Linked DNA regions of Mus musculus: all the other regions are linked to region 3. Evidence: chromatin contacts called from public Hi-C data. All regions are on one chromosome and are shown on one strand. Each heading gives the region's core, a stretch centred on a gene start, on an enhancer-like site or on the middle of the called end of the contact. The rest is flanking DNA. Distances are from core to core; before and after follow the strand shown. Region 1 has its middle 8.3 kb from the start of Gm29243. Region 2 has its middle 6.8 kb from the start of Gm33638. Region 3 overlaps Gm34419 (a long non-coding RNA gene).

Region 1 (3,907 bases), core at 931-3,430, 900 kb after region 3:
TTTAAACATGGGACCCTAATCTCTGTTTTCCAAGGACAGGCACCAACTGCACCTGAGAAGTGCCCAGCCTGATTATCAGGGAGAGAGCTAGCCTCAACGTCACAAGGGCAAGGGGGGCTGTCATCCATCACACTCAAGCTGGTACCCAGGGCTCCTTGAGTTCTCTCTGAGTGGCCAGGGAGGGGGAGGAAGCCCTGCATTTGCAGGGGGAGGCGGGGAGCAGGGGTTGGGGAAAGCAGAACTTCTGGGGGAAAGCTCAGAGGCAAGCTGTCTTCACATCCCAATGCACTTGCTGTGGGAGGGAGCCTGGGTTGGGAGAAGGGAAACTTCTGCAAGAAAGTGCAGAAGGAAGCTGCCTGTGCACTTCAGAACCACCACAGAGGCCAAGCGGTGCAACAAAACAGCACGACAGGTTTTTTTGGGTTGTTTAAAGATTTCATTGCAACAAACTACAACCGAAAGTATAGGAGACTGTTCTTCACACCAACAGACTCCATCACTAAAACAGAGGCTATTGGAACAGTGCGAGCCAGTACCCTAAATGTGGGAAGCCACATGTGCCGTTGCTGAGTGGCACTGACTACTGCTGGCCACCACACATAAGTTTGGACAAACAACCAATGTGTACATATGCAGTAAAGTTTTTTGCAAAGACACTGCCTGGCCCGGACATGATAATGAGGTTCTGTAAGGTACTGAGAGTATAACCAATCAGATGTGAGACATGCAAATGAGGTATGATAATGAGGTTCTGTAAGGTACTGAGAGTATAACCAATCAGATGTGAGACATGCAAATGAGGTATGATAATGAGGTTCTGTAAGGTACTGAGAGAGAGTAACCAATCAGATGTGAGACATGCAAATGAGGTATGATAATGAGGCTCTGTGAGGTACTGAGAGAGAGTAGCCAATCAGATGAGGAACATGCAAATGAGGCGTAGTGCATAACCAATCCAGGTGTGAGACACGCCTCTCCTAGGCCTATAAAAGCAGCACCAGTTCTGGGCTCAGGGTTTCTTCGCCTCTGCAATCAAGCTCTCCCAATAAACGTGTGCAGAAGGATCCTGTTGCAGCGTCTTCTTGCTGGTCAAGTCCTGCGTGCACAAGACCTAAATACCCCCACGTTGATTTGTCCATGACTGAAAAGCAACTAAACTTGGAAGAACAACAAGCAGTTTCAGGGGCACACAGGGAAGGTTTTGATTGACACAAGAGATCACCGGAAGGCATCTAATTTCTTGTCCTCTTTATAAGTCTGGGTTAGCCTGTTTACCACCTTTGCCAGGGTCAGCAAAGCCCCTCCCTGTTTCCCTTTTGTTTACTGGCCTTTGCTCAGGGAGGTGACCACACTACCAGCTCCCACCCAAGACCCTTCAATCTGTGGATAAAAGACACACACAGTTTATTCCTCCACAGTTTGTCTTCTTGACACAATTGCTGGGCTCAGATATCTCTCACCTAGAAAAGCATGCCCTTAGCAATTTATTATCTCCATCTTTCCACCTGCCCTAAACTTAGTGGCTAGTCCCATCTAGCCCCTGCCAAACATCCTTGTCCACCCGCTTATAGCAGAGGCTGCAGGCCCTAGCTGCCCCCTCCCTGAGACCTTACATGGTTCTTGTGTTCTTCGTCCTCCAAAGCATGGTAGAAAAGCCCCTCTCTGTGTCCCTGCCTTTTCCTCCTGGAACCCAGAAGTTCTGCCTGTACCTTCTACCCAGCAATTGGTCCTGGCCTCCTTTATTGACAAATCAAGAACCAATTGGAGAACAGAACTTTAGCATAAGCACCACCCCCTTCATTAGCCTCCAGGGCTTGTTCCAGAAACGGAATTCCCAAGTCCAACCTACAGCCCTGGCTTTGGAAGAACCACCAGTGAAACTCAGTGATTACTCTTCGACCACAGACACCAACCTACACCCTCTTGCCAGTCCTTCTTGGTAGGAAAGAGCAGGGTCAGACATTTTACCAACTTCTTCATTTTACAAGGAGAGAGGGAGAGACTCAAAACCACAGGCACTGAGGAGCCCCCACATACCACCACACCACCCAAGACAAAACTACCGACGCGGCTAAAGTGCGAGCAAGGCAGAATTTGCCCTGACATACAGAAACAGCAGCCCCGGTGATGCTTAGATGGATCTGGGCAGTCAGGAAGGTGGGCTGGCCTCACGAGCTCAGTGCCAGAGGAGGAAGGAGGCTCTTTCCGCTGACTCACTCCCCTGAATACTGCAGCTGTTCTTGTCTCTACCCCACGGCACACCTACCATTTTTCTGGTTTGGGTTCCAACCTTAGCAACTTGCTCCAGTAGATACTAGCACCACCTGCCCACTCAGCAAACCTGCACCCAAAGGACAACATCCGTGCAGCATTCTCTGCACCGCCTTTTGCTGAAGCCAGGATGTCTGCAAAAGCAGAAATGAGGCGCTGCCGCGAGCGGGCTTCTGGCAATACCGTCACCTACTAAGCCTGAGTTTGCACTGGTTTCATCAAGCCCCAGCTCCAGCCCAGTGACAGAGCCCTCAGGAAACAGGTGGCAGGTGCCCCACACTCAGAGCAGAGGAGACAAGCTCTCCTTGTAGGTTTCTTGGCACCTCCAACAAGGCCACACCTCCCAATACTTGCAAATAGTGCTACTCCCTGGTGACCAAGCATTCAAATCTATAGTGTGTGGGGGCCACTCTTATGCAAATCACCATACCCTGCAAGATCTCAAAGCCCACAAAGTGAAGACAGAGGCCCAGGCAGGAAAAGCTTGCCAAGGAAGGCATCCTGGCTGGACAGTGGGTTCCTCTGAGAAGCCAGTCTCTGGCGCAAGCCGTGGCTTGTCCCAGTGTAGCATCTCTTCACATAGTTCTCCACACACACAAGTCTGCATGTTTGTTGTATGGATTTGTTGGCTTGGTTCGCTTGAGTGTTTGTGCTGAAAGGACTATTCAATGGCAAGCAACTGTGTTCCACCCATACACATGCCCTGCCCCGATACCAGCTCAACCATGATGCAGCCCCTGGATAACCAACCTTTAATCACTGGAGCTTTCTGTGTGGAGAGAGTCATGAGGTGGACCTGGAGCCACCTAGAATCTAACGTGAGAGACAAGTCCGGCCACCTGATTTCATCCCGGGGGTGGGGGGTGGGGGGGGGGTCACACGGTAGAAAGAGAAAACTAACTCCCCATGGCAGGCATTTACCCGCATGCAGTATGCAAGTAACTAATAAATGAGTGCAATTTTAATTTTTTAAGTAGAGCAGGCAACTATAGGTAATATATGTACATTGCTTTACGTAGCTCCGTGACACAAGAGATATTTTTTTAATCCTTTATTTTTTTAGTCAAATTAAATCCTGTGAGACCTTCCTATCCAAATGTGATTTAAAAGTTCACTTGGGAGCTGGAGAGATGGCTCAGCGGTTAAGAACACTGACTGCTCTTCCAGAGGTCCTGAGTTCAATTCCCAGCAACCACATGGTGGCTCACAACCATCTGTAATGGGATCCGATGCCCTCTTCTGGCATGTCTGAGGACAGCTACAGTGTACTTGTATACATAAAATAAATAAGTCTTAAAAAAAAAAAGTCACTTGGGGAAAAGAAGGTTGGGGGAGGGGTGGGGACTGTCTTTCTCTTTCCCAAGCTCATAAGAACCATGGTGCTTTGTGAGCCCAAAAAGAGAAGACAGACAACCTGCTTGCTCAGCACTTCTGAGCTCCATCCTCAGATACATGCTGCATATACTCAATGGCAGACAGCTGTGTTCCACCCGTACATATGCCCTGCCCCCATACCAGCTCATCCGTGAGGCAGAGCCCCTGGATAACCAACACTCTGCCAAGCAGTCACTGATGTTGCATGGCTTCCCATTCCTGAGATAATGGAATCAGATGGATCGACTTCCCTACTGATGAG
Region 2 (4,335 bases), core at 863-3,362, 930 kb after region 3:
AGGAGTCACTATATTGCTGTTTCATTAATAGAACAAAAGGATTTGGTTTTCCCCTAGGTCCGGTCTATCTAGTCTCAGGTCTCACTAGAGACCCCACTGTGGTCATAAAACAGGTTTTCATATTTCTTGTGTATGTATGACATTAGTCTCAGCATCCAAAACTGATTCTGTCCACCCAAAATGTAGAGGTCTGCTGCCTCTGCAGGGAACATAATATCACACATTGAAAACCAGTGGTTTACCATTGTATGTATAATTCCAATTCTAATGACAATACACTAAGCAATATTAGCAATCTGTTTATGGTTTTTGAAGAACCACAGAAGTCCTATCTGCAATCCACATCGTCCTCTTGTCTACCTAAACAGAATATGCAGTCAGCTGTTGTGGAAAAGGAAAATGATATGTGGTTAGTTGGCCACTCATTCATTTAGGATGTATTTACTGAATGCGGACCGTGAGACAAGAATCATTTGAGTGATGTGAATACAGAACAATACAGACAAAAACAAAATAAAACACCCTGGCCTTGCACATCTTACATGCCAGTGAATAATACAATATAAAGATGTAGTGTTATGAGAAAACTCCAATAAGGTGAGAAAGACCTAAGGCGTAAATAGAGAGTTGTAATTTCTAATAGAACATGATTTTTTTTCATCCTTTCACAACCTTCTGCATGTAAACAATGCATCTTTATCATATGTCCCATAACACCCCCCTATCCACTCCTCCTAGGAGTCTACACACCTCCTCCCCACAAATACCCCCTATCCCCCCCCCCACTTCCTCCAGGAACCGGCAGAGTCTCTCCCACACACCCCACGCCCTCTCAATGTGTGCCTATCCCCCTTCACAACCATTGAGTGCTATAAGTGCTGCCTGCCAGGATGCTGGCTGGTCTTGTTGACTTGATCATGTCCCCGTAACCATAGTTATCATGAGTTCAAAAGTACAATAGCTGTGTGCACCCCTACAGCAGCGTTTCACATCCCTCCTCCCCATCCTCTGGCTCAGACAGACTTTCTGCCCCTTCTTCCTGAGGTTCCATGAGCTTTGGAGAAGTGATTGATGCCCCATTTAGCACTGAGCACTTAGTGTGAGCCACCTGGTGACCAAGCTGGGGAGACATGGGAAGGCTTGTGCTGCAGCGTAGCATGACCTGACCTAACTCATGCAAGTTGTCTGTCAGAGGACACAGGACTGAAGTGACCGGGGACAGCTTAGACAGTAACAGAAGAGTTGAGAAAGACTCCAAATACACATATATTTTGATATTTGGGAAAGAGTCAGATCCCATATGACTGAAAGTGTAAAACTAGGGATTAGGGAGATGGCTCAGTCAATAAAGTGTTTATCTCACAGCATGAAAACCTGAGTCTAGGGGGCTGGAAAGATGGCTCAGTGGTTAAGAGCACTGACTGCTCTTCTGAAGGTCCTGAGTTCAAATCCCAGGAACCACATGGTGGCTCACAATCATCCATAATAGGATCTAATGCTGTCTTCTGGTGCATCTGAAGACAGCTACAGTGTATTTACATATAATAAATAAATAAATCTTAAGAAAGGAAGAAAGAAAGAAAGAAAGAAAGAAAGAAAGAGAGAGAGAGAAAGAAAGAACTTAAGTCTAGATCCCCAGACCTGCATAAAAGTCAAACGCAAGTGTACCCACCTTCAGTCCCAGTGCTGGGGAGGCAAAGGCAGGAGGAGCCCTGGACTTTACTGGCCAGCTTACCTAGCCAAATACTTAAGTCCCAGATTCAGTAAGAGAACCTGCCTCAAAAATTAAAGTGGAAATCGATTGACGATAGCTCTCAGTGTCAACATGTGGCCTAAAGAAAGCGGGCACACACCACAAACACACATCATTTATAGCAGATGTTACCCCTATTACCATGTCAGAGAACTTTTTGTATAAAAAGTAACTTTAGAAGAAATAACTTATCGCTCATAACAGTCTGCAAAAAAATTATCTACCTAGAAAGTCTACAACAGCATAACCTGATGTACATTAACAGTTTAAGATAGAAATAAATAAATGTAGTTAAAGGGATTACACTGTCCTGCAGTAGGAAGTACTACTTTGCAAAATGGACCATTGCTGCCCTCTAGTGGCACAAGAAAAACATGAGCTTAGAAACCAGGATAGCCAATGCCTCAAAGAAATACACGTTTTCAAATGTGGGTTTTCTTTCTACCATGAGTTGCTTTATCACAACTTTTTCTTCTTAAGACATATTATTTTTCTTTTATGTGTATGAGTGTTTTACTTGCATGCATGACTGTGTACCATATGCATGTCTGATGCCCACAGGAGTCAGAAGATGTTATTGGATCTCCTGAAACTGGAGTTGCAGATTGTTGTAAGACACCATATAGGTGTTGGGAACTGAACCTGGGTCTTCTGCAAGAACAGAAAGTGCCCTTAACCGCTGAGCCATCTCTCTAGCACTCCAATTTTCGATAGGTGATATTATGAACAACTGTATAACATGGAAACCAGGCACTGCCCTACCCATTGATTAATGTATGACAATCACTATAGCTATAAAAGCGAGTAGTGAAGTCTGAATGTATGTGTGTGTGTGACTCAGTACTGAAACAAATGCTTGCCACAGGCAAGACCCTGGGTTCAGGTCCCAGCAACATCAAGAAAGAAAAAAAAAAGGAAGACAGACAGACAGACAGTTATTAGCAGTGATATCAACAACCTAAATCTCTCCTGTGTTCATAACAAGCACACACACAGACTCACAGTCACACAAACTGCACACACACATTCTCTCTCTCTCTCTCTCTCTCTCTCTCTCTCTCTCTCTCTCTCTCTCTCCCTTCTTCCCTCCTTCCCTCTCTCCCTCTTTCTCAGTCTACAATCCAGGATCTAGCCTTCAGCTACCGTTCCAGCACCATGTGTGCTGCCCTGCTCTGCATCAGCTCCTGCCTCCCGGTTCCTGCCCTGCTTGAGCTCCGGTCCTAGCTTCTTCCAATGATAAACGGTGCTGCGGAAGTATACACTAAATAAGCCCTTTCTCCGCTGAGTTGCTTTTGGTGATGTAACCCTAACCATGACACCATCCTCCCCTTCCTCTTGTAAAAGGTGCCTCAACATCCCAAAGGCAGCATTCGTGAACCCAAACGGTTTCTGAGAAACGTAGGTGCATTTCCTTCTGTTAGCCTGTTGGATATCCTAGAGAACCCCCTTCCTCCCTCTTGGGCAACCTTTGATCTCTACAGACTGTAAGCAAGGGTGTTCCTGAAGCCACTTATTAAAGCCCTGTTATGGGCTCCCCCCAAAGCAATGGCTGCCTATTCACCCTAGATTTATTCCCTGAAGAGCATGGAGGCTGTCTTACTGAGACAAAGATGGACTTCATCGTGACTCAGTTACCCACCCATGCAGAAAGTTGGAAGACTGTGTCCAGGTGGCAGGTCTTCCGACAGTCACGTCCTGAGTCCACATTTCGGCATGGATCTCAATATTCTACAAACCCAAGCAGCACATACACTGAAGATATAAACTGCACTCATCTGGCCAGGCAGTGATGGCACGTGCCTTAAATTCCAGCATTTGGGAGACATAGGCAGGTGGATTTCTGAGTTCATGGCCAGCCTGATCTATAGCATGAGTTCCAGGACAGCCAGGGCTATACAGAGCAACCCTGTCTCGAAAAAAACAAAAACAAACAAAAACTGCACTCATCTGACACCGTTGTCTGGAGTGGCCATGGCATAAACATGTGTCCAAAATCTATCTACATTGCTAAAAATTGGAGAAATAAAAAATATAGACAGCATCTCTCAATAAAGGTATACACAGATTAGAATTATGCTATGATGATGTGAAAGACATAGACAAATTTGCTATGAAAACTGTTTGGAAGGCATGAGTTCTAACCAAAGAAACCTCTTGCTTCTAAGTAGAGAGGCCGTCCCCAGAGCTGAAGGGGAAGATGCAATGGAGGGAGTGGGACACACCAAGTTTTCCTCTCCTTTGATATTCTTCTGAATTATTTGAATTTTCTACAGGGGAAAAAAACTTGTATTACTTTTACTTCTTATGGAATATGTATATAATACTTAAAATCACTAAACTATGTAAGGTCACAGAAAATTCAGTTTTTAATACAGCTCAACAGTGTGTGAACTAGTGAGAAGACCACTTATGGTAAGAAGAAGAAGAACAGGATGAAGGAGAAGAAGAAGAAGGAGGAGGAGGAGGAGGAGGAGGAGGAGGAAGAACAGGAGGAGGTTGTGGGGAGGAGGAGAAGGAGGAAGAAGAAGAGGAAGAGGAGAAGAAAAGAAGAGGAGGAAGAGGAGGAAAAGAAAAGAAGAGGA
Region 3 (3,853 bases), core at 341-2,840:
GCTAAGCAAGGGAAGAAAGATTAATCAGGTCTTGAAAGCCGACTGCTTCCCTTGGCCACACTGCTCAGATGCCTGGACATGGGCTGGGTGACAGGGAAGGGACACACATTTTTCTGTTCAGTGGAGGTGCAAAGCGTCCTCTTCCAGAGATGTAAAAGAGCATGCTCACTTTGGGGACACTGTTCGCAGTGGTTATAGTGTGAGTCTGTTTGCTTTTGAGTCTTCATGTTATTCCTTTGTTTCACAAGCTAAAATCCTCCAACCAGGCTAACCAGTGGTACATAGGGAAATCAACAACAACAACAACAACAAAAAAGTCCTGCTTTAAAAAATACAAATTTTAAGAAAGATCTCAGTCCTTCTTAAATAAGCATAAATGGAGAAGGGAAAATCAGAAGCTAGAATATCTGTAGATGGGAGGAGAGGAACAGCAGATGAAAGGTTAATTTAGGCCAGAAGAAGAAGGCAAAGGATTTCAGGGTGGGGTGGGACATGATAAACAGGGACTTTCTTTGAAAGGCGCCAAGGAGTCAGGTAACTAGTTCCTGCCCACTTCTGTCTGGGAAGCAGGAGAGGTTTCTTGCTTTCTGGAGAGACTCAGCTGCAAACTTGGGCCATAAGAGACTCAGATGGGGACTAAAGAGACTCAGTATCCAGGTGCGGTGACTCAATGCCTGTTATCCCAGAACTCAGGAGACAGAGAGTTCAAGAACAACTTGGGCTACATAATGGGTCTCGGGCAACCCTGGGCTGCAGTGACAAACTCTGTGTCAATGAGGAGAGGAGACAGTCTTGGCACTGTGTGCAGAGGGACTCAAGACCTGTGGTGCTGTGAACTATGAAGCCCACAGACCTGCCACGCTCCTCCCACGCCAGCGATTTGAGCCAGTGGAAGATTCATCTTCAGGGATGGAGGAGTAAAATTCCTTCACTCCTTGATACTCTACAAGTGAGCCCACAACTTGAGAAACTCTAGCCACGTGCACCCCCCTCACAGTCACATTTTAGTTATAGCTGTATTGTGAGTGCGCAGTTCCCGACTCAAGGCAGAAGGCATGAAGACATCTTCAGACACGTGGAACTTAACACAGCCACCTCATGTTTTCAAACTTCTTGAGCTGGGAATAAAGATGAAACCCAGGAAGGACAAGGAGGTATAAACCGTCTTAGTACCCCGTGGCTGTGGTAAAACACCCTGACAAGCTCAACTTGAGCTTTATTTAGTTCGGGGGGGGGTACCACCCATTATGGCACGGCCTCGGGAACAGGGAGGCAGAGATTCATACGGCGTGGGAAGAGAGGAAGCAGACCGGAAGTGTTGGGTTTGGTTTCTGAAACCGCGAGGCTCACCTCAGTGATCCACTCCCTCCTCTAAGGCTTAAGCCTTTTAAGGTTCCATAATTTTCCAAAACAGACCCGCCAACTGGGCACCAAGGGTTCGAATTCGTGAGCTTGTCAGGGACCTTTCACATGCAAACCCCGTGCGGGGGTAGGGAGGATACAAAAGACATGAGCTGGAATACAGAAGAACGCTGAACAGAAGTCCTACATTGAAAACCGGGTCAATGGCTTAGGAAAGCGCCAGCCTGCAAGGAACAGAAAGGGGAAGCGCTATGGACGAGGCGCACCCACAGGATAAAAATAACACAAGTGAGCATAATCTGACATTTTTCGGTGCTTGGAAAAAGTAATTCCTACGTATTTAAAAAAAGATACTGAAGAATTGGAGGAAATCCAGCTTCCTTCGTGGCAATTATCAGTCTCGGGAAAACTCTAACAAGAAAAGTGTGCTGATAACCGGCTTCCTCGATGCTGTTAGTTAGTTCCCTGGTCCCACACTCTTGGATAATCACTTCCCATCTTCAGTACGGCTGACTATACAAGTGTGTCTTGTAGAAATGTCGTGAGGTTCAACGTTAGGTTCTAAAAGGCATCGAGGCTATCATGTGGCTCTCTTATGGTAGCTTGCTCTGGAGAAAAACCAGCTTCCATGATACAACACACTCAGTAGCTTTAGGAGCGAGAGCTGGGCAACAGCCAGCATACCTCGCCAATCACATGAATGAGCTACCCAGAAAGCAGGTGGCCGAACCCAAGTCAAGAGCACAGATACTACTGGTTCCCAGTCAACGCTGATTAAAAATCAGGCTACCTGCCTAAAAACACCCCTGAAGTCTAGACATCCCAAAAGTACAGAATTATGTTTTTTATATTCTATGGCACTGAGTTTTAGATTCAGCTTGGAGCATCCTGGAAACTGGATGTAGCTATAACAAAAACCTGAAGGGGTGCATACAGATCTGGACCAAGCAGGGACCTTTGGGGAGAGGGTTAGTTTTATATTATGAATATTGTGTCATATGCCTATAATCCCAGCACTCAGATGAAGATGACAAGTTCAAGGCCAGTCTGGACTACATAGCAAGACCATGAATGAAATAAACACAAATTAGATATTGTTAGTAAAGACTGGTGGCCTTTAAAGAAACCCCTAGGAAGCCCAAAGTGATCGAGTGCAGGAGATCCTGAACGGAGAGAACATGAAGCCCTTGCTGCACAGTAGTAGAAAGTTTAGAAAGAGTAGTGGCTGTCATAAATGAAAACTAGGAATGCAGTGGACATACCTTCCGTGGAGCTGGAAGCTACTAGGTAATCTAACTCGGGAGTCCTGTGGTAGTCTGCCTTGGGAGTGGGTAATCACTGAAGAAAGCACTGGTAAAAGTAGATAAGACATGGTGAGTGGAAATTTTCTAGCATTTTTATTATGAAAAAAAAATACGCTTTTTAAAGCTAAGACATGGCTCTTGGGCAAAGAGGAGACCCATACTGTGTAAGCAAAGCAGTGAGGTAAACATGAAGGCTAAGGGGTGGGTCCAAAAAAAAAGTTAAAACTTCAGAAATAACCAAGGCTTATGCTGGGCTGGTGGCTCAAGCCTCCCAGAGCTTCAGAGACAGCAGGATTGCCACGAGTTCTAGGCCTCCCTGGGCTATGAAGTGAGGCTCCTTAAAAACTGAAAACCAAAACACATGTACAGACGCAAAGAACACCATCTGTCCCATTGCCCTCTCAGCAGAAACCCAGGCATAGAACAGATCATCTCAGCGGCTTCTGGGTCTTGCTCTGCTCTGATGGCACGGACCCCAGTCAGGTTTACAGGAGGCATATAAAGGGTTTATAAAAACTACATTGGATCTCCGAGTTGTGCCATAAGCAATGGACACGGAGCAAGTTAGAAATGGGGTTGGAAGTTGGACCTGCAGGAAACAGGCTGAGAAAATGCCTAAGCTGCGAACACAGGCCACCTTTTGTAGAAATGGGGAATAACTCAGAGGATAACCACACTCAGAGAGCACAGCTAGGGACCAAGGAGCCTTCTTAGAAATCTCAACTGTGTCTTACTAAATTAAAACAAACACAAACACTTATTTCCCCCCTCCCTTTTCTTCTCCACATCTCTGCCCCCCACACCCCAATGCCAGTGTCTGTGTGCGCACATGTCTGTGTGTCTATGCACACACCACAGTCTATGGGTCAAGGATAAACTGTACAAGTCAGTTCTTTCTTTCCATCACAGGGGTCCCAAGGATTGAACTAGATTGTCATCAAGATTGACAGCAAGCTCTTCTAATTGCTGAGCCATCTCATCTCATGTCCTGCTAAATCTAATACTGGTTTCTAAGCCTCTCACCCCTCTCTTTCTTGATAGTAGAGTTTCTAACATTTAATCATATACTTGCTCCACCAATGCATGCTGGGTATGTGGGCCACAGACAAGTTTTCTCCTTAGTTTGCAGGTCTTTCTATTGAGAGGGACTGTACTGGAAAACATTCTTCTAGAATCTTGGCTGTCGA

The links. Hi-C and Micro-C count contacts between places; a contact is called where the count stands out from the background.
Region 1: a Hi-C map of bone marrow-derived macrophages shows a contact between it and region 3, with 11 read pairs. The contact joins two enhancer-like sites. A contact is called at or near these places in 2 of 484 Hi-C or Micro-C datasets (bone marrow-derived macrophages and cortical neurons) and 3 of 115 datasets of contacts at active chromatin or transcription factors (T-cell acute lymphoblastic leukemia, embryonic stem cells and extraembryonic endoderm stem cells).
Region 2: a Hi-C map of bone marrow-derived macrophages shows a contact between it and region 3, with 11 read pairs. The contact joins two enhancer-like sites. A contact is called at or near these places in 1 of 484 Hi-C or Micro-C datasets (bone marrow-derived macrophages) and 2 of 115 datasets of contacts at active chromatin or transcription factors (astrocytes and extraembryonic endoderm stem cells).

What each region holds. Positions count from the first base shown.
Region 1 is chr8:34,206,539-34,210,445 of GRCm38.p6, reverse strand. No RefSeq gene overlaps it. Among named protein-coding and RNA genes, the nearest start is that of Gm29243, 8.3 kb to the left of the region's middle. Within about 2 kb of position 2,180, at least 70 of the 459 cell types and tissues checked have an H3K27ac peak or open chromatin away from gene starts, as enhancers often do. A contact at or near this core is called in bone marrow-derived macrophages, where this site is marked.
Region 2 is chr8:34,177,853-34,182,187 of GRCm38.p6, reverse strand. No RefSeq gene overlaps it. Among named protein-coding and RNA genes, the nearest start is that of Gm33638, 6.8 kb to the right of the region's middle. Within about 2 kb of position 2,112, at least 2 of the 459 cell types and tissues checked have an H3K27ac peak or open chromatin away from gene starts, as enhancers often do. A contact at or near this core is called in bone marrow-derived macrophages, where this site is marked.
Region 3 is chr8:35,107,473-35,111,325 of GRCm38.p6, reverse strand. Gm34419 (a long non-coding RNA gene) reads right to left here. Exons shown (of 4, transcript XR_378879.3): 3 at 2,625-2,712. Among named protein-coding and RNA genes, the nearest start is that of Gm34419, 14 kb to the right of the region's middle. Within about 2 kb of position 1,590, at least 8 of the 459 cell types and tissues checked have an H3K27ac peak or open chromatin away from gene starts, as enhancers often do. A contact at or near this core is called in bone marrow-derived macrophages, where this site is marked.